Regions from separate parts of the Sus scrofa genome. Here region 1 is linked to region 2. A link is a contact called in public Hi-C data. All regions are on one chromosome and are shown on one strand. Each heading gives the region's core, a stretch centred on a gene start, on an enhancer-like site or on the middle of the called end of the contact. The rest is flanking DNA. Distances are from core to core; before and after follow the strand shown.

Region 1 (5,069 bases), core at 2,529-5,028, 510 kb before region 2:
CATCTCTCGTTGCAATTTAAAAGTTATTTTGCACATTTAATATCTGTAAGGTTGTCTGAGGGGTATTGCTCAATACTGTTGAACAGTGAGTGGCGTTAGTCTTTTTCTTAACCAGTGTAGAGAATTAATAAAGTGTTAATTTCAACATATTGATCATAAATGGAGTGAATATTCTTCCCATTAAATTGAGTCAATGTTAAATATATTTTAAGTATATCAGTACTTTGATCAAGAGCAATTTATTTTGATTGATTTTTAAATATGGGTTAAGTTTAAATTCATGGCAATAAGTTTTTCTTAATAATGTTAAGATTGTAAAACTGTTATTTCCAAAGCCATAATAGAAGCTAGTTTTTTTTTTTTTTTTTTTTTTTTTTGCTAAAGTTATAGTAAAATCTCAAATGAATTTTGGAAATATCAATAACTCTAATTACTACCAAAATACTAGCTCTTAAAATTTTATATCTGCAGTTATTAGGGCAGTTGTTAACTGCAGATAGCCACATCAAAGTGTTTATACTACATCTCCTTCGGTACTCTTTGGGTTGGGGGATGTTAAAGAAAATAAAATGATCAGGATTGAGAAGTATGTTAATATTTTAAAACTGCCAGTCACTCTATATTTTGTTATATCTTGTTTTTGATCTTGGTAGACAGATTGAAATTGCAGTGGTATTCCCTTCAGTGAGGAAAAAGGCTTAAGGATTTCTTATCTTCACAGTGGTTTGATGATGGATGATCAGAATAAAGCCCCATATGCATATATATTACAACATAGAAAATGAGTTTTTCCTAATGGTTAAAATTTAGGAATATATACAGGTTAGGTACCTTTTGAACTTAAATATGTGTTGGTTATAACCCTTTTAATTATAACGCTGTTTTGAACTCTTAGAAGTAAAAGTGGGTGACTCCTAGACATCTCATCCTCTTTATTCTCTCAACTAGGGAGTCTTAGGCTTTCATTATCTCTAGATAGTTCTAACTAGGTATCTTTGGTTTTAGCTCAGTGGGAATTTCTTGTCAAGCTTTTCTACAGCCTAATGTTTTTTGGATCTGGGTAATAGCATCTGTGGTCCTGTTTTCTTTGACTTAGCTCAAGGCTTCGATCAGTCTTGGAAATTTTAACCATCTTTTAAACTGCCTGTGTATTTTGCCTTTCCCACATTTTTATCCTGCTTTCTTCTCCATCCGATTACATTTGGAGGCTGTCTCCTTAGTGGTGTTCCCTGATTTTCATACCTCTGATAATGTACCATGATGGATGAGCCACTTCTTAGAAGCAAATATTCTGTCGGTTCTTATTCATGTCAGTGCTAACAGATCTTACAAAGCATCCATTGTTTTTTATCTTAGTTTTGTGGTGCTTAAATTTCCACTAGAGTATGGCTCTTAGTTGCAAGATCTTCCTTAAAATCCATTGCTGCTTTAGAAAGTGAGGGTCTGGGAGCTCCAGAGCCAAACACTTAATAGAAATAACACAGTGTTGAGTGACATGTGTCCCTGGTGAGTACATACTTAGCTCATCCAGTCCAGACAGCCCGGGCAGCCCAGAGTGGCCTAGAAGACCAAATGTTTCATTTGTGCACCTTTCCCTGCCAGGTCATCAGAGGTAGACAGTCCTGGTTCCCTCAGTGTCATTGATTCATTTCCTAGTTCAGATATGAGGTCAACCTCATTGCTTGTCTCTGCTCTCACTGCATGAATGTGCATCTCCATTCTAGGACTGGCCTCTAGGGCTTCTTGCAAGGAATTGGCTCTCTTTTAGGGGATGTGGGCATAAATAAGACCTAACCAGTGTGAAGGGAAGAATGAAATTGAACTGAAGTACATGGGGAAGATTTTGTGGAGGAGGTTCATCCCAGCACAGGGTTGGTATGTAGTTCAGATATGTTGAGGTGGACTTAGGATGCAGGTTAAAAACTCCCAAACTTCAAGTGCATCATTGAACAGGGAAATACCTACTTTGGAGGCACTTTGTTTCCTCAGGGGTCTCATTTGGATTCCCTTGGCTATTGGTATGGTGGCTGTGGTCTGCAGAGAGGTCTGGTTTCTGAGCTGTCCACTTTAGGACAGGGAGGGCACGAGCCCTCGCCTTGCCAGCCACCTCCTACCTTGGGCAGTGGTAATCTCTTCAGGGGATACTGCGGCCTTTGCCTGCCCTGGGAAGGAGTGCCAGTTCCTTGGTGATGTCTACCATGGCACGGGGTCAGCAGGGGGAAGTGGCAGCATTCATGCCAGCTGTTTGCCGACCTTGAGATACAACACAAAAAAATGTCACCAACTCTTGCCTATTTCCCCAGCAGCGGTGAGCACTGCTTGGGTCAGACTTGGAGGATAGGTCAGTGACACCCTAAGTGAGAGGATGCAATCCAAATAAGTGCTGTCTCCTGCTGGTATGACCAGGGTGAGTGTTTATAATTTGACTTAAACCCATACCCTGAAGCTCTTCCTTCTATTTCCATTTGCCAGTCATTGGTGTTTAAGTGCTAACCTAACAGCTGTATTTCCTTGGCAATGAGCATAGACTTTTATAAAGCAAAGACCCCCCAGGCCATAGGCTCATTCTGCCAAATCACTGGGAGTCCCACCATGGGGGTACTGCTACAAGAAGTGTACGTGGGGCTGCCAGGCGGTAATTTAAAAAGGCTTTCCCAGATGATTCTGATGTACTGTCAAGTTTGGGAACTACTTGTATAGAAGTTGATTTTTATATACCCTTTTCCTTTATGAGGCTATAGCTTTTAGCAGATTCAGTTTGTATGTGATTTTCCCTAAAATCCTCTTTTATGTACCCTGCACAAGTGTGTTTACGTAAGAGAGGGCCTGAGAAGGAACTTTGGGATCAGTTTATTCAGCTCAGTGCTGTATGTAATACACCATCTGGTTCTTATGAGAGTGTGTGCTTCAGAATCACCTGGGGGGCATCTCTGAGGCTCCGCCTGGAAGGGAAGGCACCATACTTGTGCTTTGACTGAGCTCCCACTAATTCTGAGATGAGGTTGGTGGCATTCTTCATCATCCTAGGAAACCTTGTTCCCATTTAGGAAACGGAGGAGGTTAGAATTGTTGGTAGGGGTGTTCAGGTTTGAGAATGTAAGCTCAGCTGTAGCCCAAAGTTAGCTTGGTATTGCTGCTGGAATAAATCAGTGCCCCCCCCCCCCCGCCCCACTCCAGTCCTCAGTCAGTGAAACACAGTAGACTTCAGAAACAGGCTCTTCAGTAGGTGGTGCCTCAGATTATCTGGCACTCGGGCCAAGCCCCTGAGATCACAGCTTGACATTGACTTGAGTTGGTACTTCCGAATAGTTTGAAGGCATTCCACACTGTAACCCCCACCTTTCATTTCTGAGAATTCCTTGGGTTAAAATAGCGAAACTATGATAATATTAAGATCATATTAAGATTAAACAATTACTCACACCTCTGGGGTTATTTTTTTGGTTATTTTTCTACATTTCATTCCAGTCTTTGATCCCCTGTGTATGTATCTTTCCATTGTTATAATTATAGTAGGCTGTACAGACCGTTTATCTTGGTCCTTTCCAGTTGATCAGCTGCCCATCATCTCCCTGTGTAAGAGCTGGGATTTGAAGTCAGGACAGGGTTGTGTAAATGTCAGTTTCCTGTCATTTATAGAATTGGGTAGAATGGGCAATATGTAGATATGGCCACAAGGTGGTGCCAAAAATCAGGACATAGCTGCTGCTACCTCCCTGGACTGGAAAACTAAATCCCAACTGAAGCCAACTGGATAATTTAGAGAGATTGGGGGTGAGTCTGGAAAACCTGACAAGTCTGGTGTGGATGGGAATAGAATTTGCCTCATGGTGTGGTGTAACTTGAATCTTAGTCATGAGGCCTGTTGATGCAACTCGTTTTTAGCACATTTTTGACCTTAGAAGCTTTTCTGTTTGTCTCATATTTTACTTTATTTAATGTGAATAACTCCGAGTTAAAAAGATTGGATGGGTCCATGTATTGTGTAAATTGTACAGAATATCTTTTAAGCCTCTGCAAGGCTTGATCATCTGGGAAAACAGTATTTTCCTTGCCCTCTCCCTTGAGCATTGAGGCTTCTGTGGCCAGGGGAGAGTTGGATCCTAATTTGGAGGGTCTGGCTGTATATATGCATCGTCAGTATTTTCATATGCTGAGAGGGGTCAAGCCAAGGGGTAAACATTGAAAAAAGTCTCTTGGATTTGGAAATTTGGTCCCAACCAGGGTGGCATCCATGGGGGATGGGAGAAGGTTGTATGAGAACAAAGAGAGCTGACACCGAGTGCTCACCACCTGGCGGTGCTTCACTTTGTGTGGGTCATTGGTTCAGGCTTTACACACCATAGGAGATAGGAACTAAAGCGAGAAAGCTGAAGTCAGCTGCCCAGGATAGCAGTAAGTGGAGAGGCCTGAGGAAGGGCAAGAGATCTGCTGATGGTTTGAGTTAAGACAGGGTGGTCTGTCAGCATGGACAGATGCAGTGGACTCAGAAGACCATGACCTCAGTGACTGATTCCTCCTGTCACTTGAGGGCACCAGTGCCACTTTCCTGTGGTCCCATGCCTTGCTTGAAATGCTGCTACAGGCCCTGTGTCCTCGAACCACACACCAGCTGCTCTGTCTCCATTCTGCTGTTCTCATGGAGCCTCTTTTCATCCTTTGCCTAGAGCCCTTCCCTTTGCACTGCTCTTGTCCCATGTTTATCCTGCAATTGGATCTTTGCATGGATTGAGGTCACACTTAGGCAAGGCCAGATTACTCTGTAGACCTTGATTTGTTTATACATTTTTTTAAAAAGACCCAGGTATCTCTAAAAAAAATCTGAATTTAATTAAAGTTTAGTCTAGATTTGATCCAGAAACCTAAATTATTTAAAGATTGTTCTTGTTATCAGTTTCTGGGAGTTAATTTCTTTCTCAAAAAATAAACCTGTGTTCTTTTTTTTTTTTTTTTTTTTTTTCTCTTCTAGGAATCTGTATTTTAAAGAGAGAAGAAAAAGTTAACTCCCTTAAGGAGTTTTCTTAGAGAGCATCTTGGCTTCTTTTAAATGATGAAGCTGAGACACAAAT
Region 2 (4,934 bases), core at 1,970-4,469:
CTTGGTGAGATTTGTGTTAATAGCTTAAAAATTGATTCTGCTGGAAAAGAACGGCATTTTAAAAATGGGAGAACGAACCCAAGTGAACTATTACCTGCCCTTCCATTTAAATGAGCCCTGGAAGGGCTCCACCACCAAGTTCACTCATGATTAAGAAATCCCTCATGCCCCGATTCTATTGATCACTTAAAAAAGAGTGGAACTTCTGCTTCACAAGTAGACTTTTTTTAAGATCAGCTAAATGATATATTATCTCTCTTGATGGGTGGATAAATAAGTATGCAGCCACACGTGGCCCAGGGTATGACGAGAAAAAAGTTGCCTGGAAGTCCAAAACTGCCAGAGCTGAAGCTAGAGGCAGCAATTTTCTGGGACATTCTGTGGATGCACATGCCAGCACAATCTCCTAGAGCCAGCCTCGGTGTGCCCGTCTGCAAAAGGGGAGGGTGGACTGGAGGCTCCTTGAAGATTTTTCCAGTACACTAGTCTGCAATTTAGTGCAATGCCCTAATTTTATAGATGAAAAGGTTAGATCCAGAACTGTCATACCAGGTGTCCGATAACAGAGCTAATGTGTGCATTCAATACACTTACTTGTGCGCAAAACCTACTGTCCAGAAAGCTTCAGCCCTCCTCACGCATATCACGGTTCTCTTTCCACACGTTTGCTCACCTAGACCTTGTTATCAATACATTCTGTCACACTGCTGTATGGAATAAATATTCTCTTAGTTCAAAAAACCACAGATTGCTGAGAAAAAAGTTAGGTATCCAAAAGGAGAGAGGCTATTTCAATTCCATTTATGTGGGCCACCTGTGAACTTGGGCATCGACTTTTTCTCTTATTTCGTTTTTTTCTTTTTTTTGTAAAACTTTGTATTATCAGTACTTGTATTATTTTTAATTAATGATTTTTATTAACGTATAGTTTATTTACAGTGTTGTGCCAATTTCTGCTGTATAGTAAAGTGACCCAGTCATGCATACATATTCATTCTTGCTTTTTCTATATTGATCACTTTTAGATGGAGCATTCAGTCACACTGGTAATCAAAGAGATGTGTATTGAAACAATAAAGAGATTCTATTTTTCAAATGTCGATTTGGCAAATCTGAGGAGAAATATGACGCGTGGATCTCTCAGTGGCAGATGGATGGCAACTCATCTTCTCAGGGAGACAAGGAGCAGGGGCGCCCCCTGCCTGCCTGCAGGTGCCACTTCTGCAAGCCTGAGAAGAGCCCTGCCTCCAGCCTTTCTCTGCCAGCTCAGGGGAGACCAAATGCAAAAGATTTGAAACTGCATCAGTGTGATGAGAAAGGGATTACATGTCCTGAAGACTGTTCAAAGCACAGGGTGTTGCATAAGTTGCATTTACCAAGGATCTGCACTTTGGGGTCTGACTGAAGTTGGAGCACATTTCTAGCCAGGGCAGTTCTGTACATCATAAAACCCGGACTCGTGGGTCTCAGGCATTTATTTGAAAAGTTGGTAAGAATGAGAATCACCTGGATATCTTGTTAAAGTTCATATCCCAAGGCTGCATTCCCAGATGCTCTGATTTGGCGGATGCAGAGTGCACCCTGGAATCTGCATTTTCATAGGCAGCCCAGATGATTCTGATACAGACTATCTGAAGACCATACTTTGAGAAACTGAGATATGGACACCAGCGAAGCTATGGAAGATGATGTCTCATCTCATGCAGGCATGGTGCTATAACTCATTCATTTGCTCATGCTTTCTTTTAACAGACACGCCCAGCTGTTTAGTGTGCGCCCTGCGCAGGCACATGGGGAGATAAAGCACATCTTCCTGGTGCTCATGGTCCAACAGGAAAGGGAGAAAATCAATTGTTCTGGTGCATGAGATGGGGTTGTAGGGAGATGCAAGTGCTCTGGGAGCACAGAGAGAGTGCCTGGCCCAGACAGGGCGGGAGAGGGGGCAGAGGTGACCACAGAGCTGTAGGTTCCAAGGGGGTGAGCCAAGGCTGGGGTTAGGAGTTAAGAAGAGAAAAACAGAGGAGAAACATTCCAAGGCACAAAGTCTTCTTTTTTCTTTTTCTTTTTTTTTTTTTGCTTTTTTAGGGCTGCAAGTGAGGCACATGGAGGTTCCCGGGCTGGGGGTCCAATTGGAGCTATAGCTGCCAGTCTACACCACAGTCACAGCAATGCCAGATCCGAGCCATGTCTGCAACCTACACCACAGCCAGATCCTTGACCCACTGAGGGAGGCCTAGGATTAAACACACGTCCTCATGGATGCTCCTGAGTTACAACAGGAGCTTGTAGCACACTCAAGGCACAAAGTCTTGAGCCACCTGGACATGTTTAGAGACTATAAGAAGTTCTGTATTAGAGTAAGAGAGTAAGAAGTCTGAGGTGTGTGTATATGTGTGTGTGTGTGTGTACAAGTACATACACATGCACCCAAGTAAAGGTGACAGAGGCAAGTCCAGAGAAGCACAGGGCCGGCTCAGAAGTGGCCGTGCCCAAAGTACACCAAACAAAGCCTCAGAAGATGTTAGGTAGGGACAACACAGGCAGCTCTGCACTTTAGAAAGTCAGTCGTGGTGACTCACTAGGGCGGGGGCGTTACCGTGTGCAAAAGTTAACACACTTCTTCCCTTTCTACAAATGACCTCAGCTAAAAAATACCTAGGAAGAGCTTGCTGCTGCTCCCTGCTGTCCAGAGCAAATTTTCCTTTGAGCTGATTCCTTTCTACCAAGGTCAAACTAACATTTTATATGGAGCTTGTATGAAAAAAAAAAAAATGTTTAGCTTTTCATATAATTAAAAAGATCCGCAATGCAAAAACAGCTCTCCTGTGAGTTTTGACTCTCACTTCTGGAGCAGCTCCATGGAGGGGGTACAAGCAACCGTCCCCAACCACACAGTGGCTGACACAAGCCCACAGTTAACATGCATTAAATAAACCACTCCTCGTGTCAAACGGAGCTGTTTGCAGGGAAATGTGTTTGTGGTTCTGGGAATCATTAATCAATGACACAAAAGTGGCACAGAACAATTACTGTCCCAGGTAGCGCCGGAGGCAATCACAGCTCCGATGTTCGCACAAAGAAATGAGTTAGGCTTCTGCCATTCTGAGCTCCAGGTCTGCCTGCCTCCCCCGGAGGCTTCTGTCAGGGACAAGCCATCCAGAAGTCTGGAAGGAAGTTGCCCAAGAGTCTCCTGGGCTGTGTCTGGCAAAGGCCATAAAAGCCAGCTTCTGAGATGGCAGGGGAGGAGGAGCCAGGGCTTGTCAGGGGTCTCCTGAAGCCAGGACTCTTTATGTGCGGCCCCTTGAAGGCAAGTGCTCCGTGTGTCCTGAGTGTGAGCGCACACCCATCACACACACTCTGTGGAAAGACTTAGAAAGACACAGACTTAGAAGAAGCCCAAGGCCCAAGAGGTCTTATGGAGACATCTGAATTAGGGGAGTTGTCAGCTTACAACAATGCTTGCTACAAAATGTCTCAACACAGCCAAGAATAACCACCCGTCCTGCCTGCCCCCAACACACGCACACACACACACACACACACACACGTGCCCTAGGCACACTTGCCAAGTCTGCTTGAATGCATTCACAGTTCCAGGGTCAGTGCAGCAATCCTTCCTTCCTCGACTGCCTGCATCTGTCCTTGACAATGAGCATGGCAGACAAGCACTGAGGTTACAGAGGAGCTGGGGCTGAGGAACGTGCAAGCAGGCAGGTTGGCACATGCTTGGCACACTATGTCCCTGTGTGGTGAGGGACTTGGAGGCCTGACTGCCTGGGGCAGCATTAACCAGAACTTTTGCAAAGGAAGCAGAGGAGGATCTGGGGCCAAGAAGTCCCAGTCCCAGTGTACAAAGGGTGCTGAAGGATAGGGTGGTAGAGAGTTTATGTAACTTCCTGACATAATAGGTTGGGAGACAGGAGAAAGATGGGAAAGATTGGGATAAAACAGATCTGAGATGAAATCAGAGCAATTTCAGTTAGCAGCCCCATAGGCCCTGGTTTTGCCATCTTTAAGAGAGAAATGATAACAGCCCCCCTCACAGGGCTGTGGTGAGAATAGATGAAACGTATAAAAAGCACCCAAAGCAAGGGCTCCAGATGTCCAGCTATTGCCGTTTTTGCCAAGAGCAGCGATAAACAAAGGGCAGAACCAGGCTCTCCATCTAGTCTGAGCACTTGTCCCTATGCCAAGCTGCCCTCCTGGGCATGAATTGCTAGTATCTCCTTTCCCGGTGGTGGATTTGCAAGGCTGCCAGGCCCTGCTCAGCTGTAGCTCACCTGCTCCCGGAAGGGATCTCCCCCATGAACCAAGTACACCCAGGGCATGCCACCCCTCAGGCCAGGTCCCCAGGTGTGTGAGAGCAGACCCAGGTCACTGCTGTAGGCAGGCTGCCCAAACCCTGAACCCCTACTCCACTCTCCTGCACCCCTGGGGGGCTCCCTGTGGATGGCCCCCTGACACGGCTGGTCTCTAGTTTGGCAGATCTTTCCAGAGCATAAATAGTATGAGTCAGGAAAGGGAGAGACAAGGATGAATTCCAGCCTGTCCCCGCCTTTAGAGACATCACAGGAAAACTCAGAAATAATTACAGAGCCATGCGATAAGAGGGATGCTGGCAGCAGAGTGAGCAGAGTGATGTGGGCGGCCCAGGCTATGAGTGGGCTGTGGATAACACGCAAGCACGGGCTCACCCAGGAGGAGGCCTCCGGCTGAAAGAGAGCACTGAGCTGGTGGTTGCGGGGCTGTGGGGATCTGGCTGCTGGAGGTATGGACACTGGAGGGGGCCAGTTACGAGGGCCTACTCCCCAGTGAGCTCTGCAGTCCATAATGACACTGCTCACTCCTCCAGCCCATGGATATCCTTGAGTTTCCAGTCCTGCTTCCCTAAGCTCCTCCCTGCCTCATGCTTTAAATTCAGGGGCCTCACCACA

What was found. A called contact is a pair of places that touch in the nucleus more often than the background predicts.
Region 1: a Hi-C map of retroperitoneal adipose tissue shows a contact between it and region 2, with 4 times the contacts expected there. The contact joins two enhancer-like sites. A contact is called at or near these places in 20 of 47 Hi-C or Micro-C datasets (alveolar macrophages, brain, embryonic fibroblasts and 13 more) and 2 of 2 datasets of contacts at active chromatin or transcription factors (alveolar macrophages and skeletal muscle).

What each region holds. Positions count from the first base shown.
Region 1 is chr14:90,053,375-90,058,443 of Sscrofa11.1, reverse strand. All of the region lies in intron 6 of ERCC6 (DNA excision repair protein ERCC-6), which reads left to right. Among named protein-coding and RNA genes, the nearest start is that of ERCC6, 20 kb to the left of the region's middle. Within about 2 kb of position 3,778, at least 8 of the 83 cell types and tissues checked have an H3K27ac peak or open chromatin away from gene starts, as enhancers often do. A contact at or near this core is called in mesenteric adipose tissue, omental adipose tissue and retroperitoneal adipose tissue, where this site is marked.
Region 2 is chr14:89,545,501-89,550,434 of Sscrofa11.1, reverse strand. The region is part of intron 46 of WDFY4 (WD repeat- and FYVE domain-containing protein 4); the gene reads right to left. Among named protein-coding and RNA genes, the nearest start is that of LRRC18, 42 kb to the left of the region's middle. Within about 2 kb of position 3,219, at least 13 of the 83 cell types and tissues checked have an H3K27ac peak or open chromatin away from gene starts, as enhancers often do. A contact at or near this core is called in mesenteric adipose tissue, omental adipose tissue and retroperitoneal adipose tissue, where this site is marked.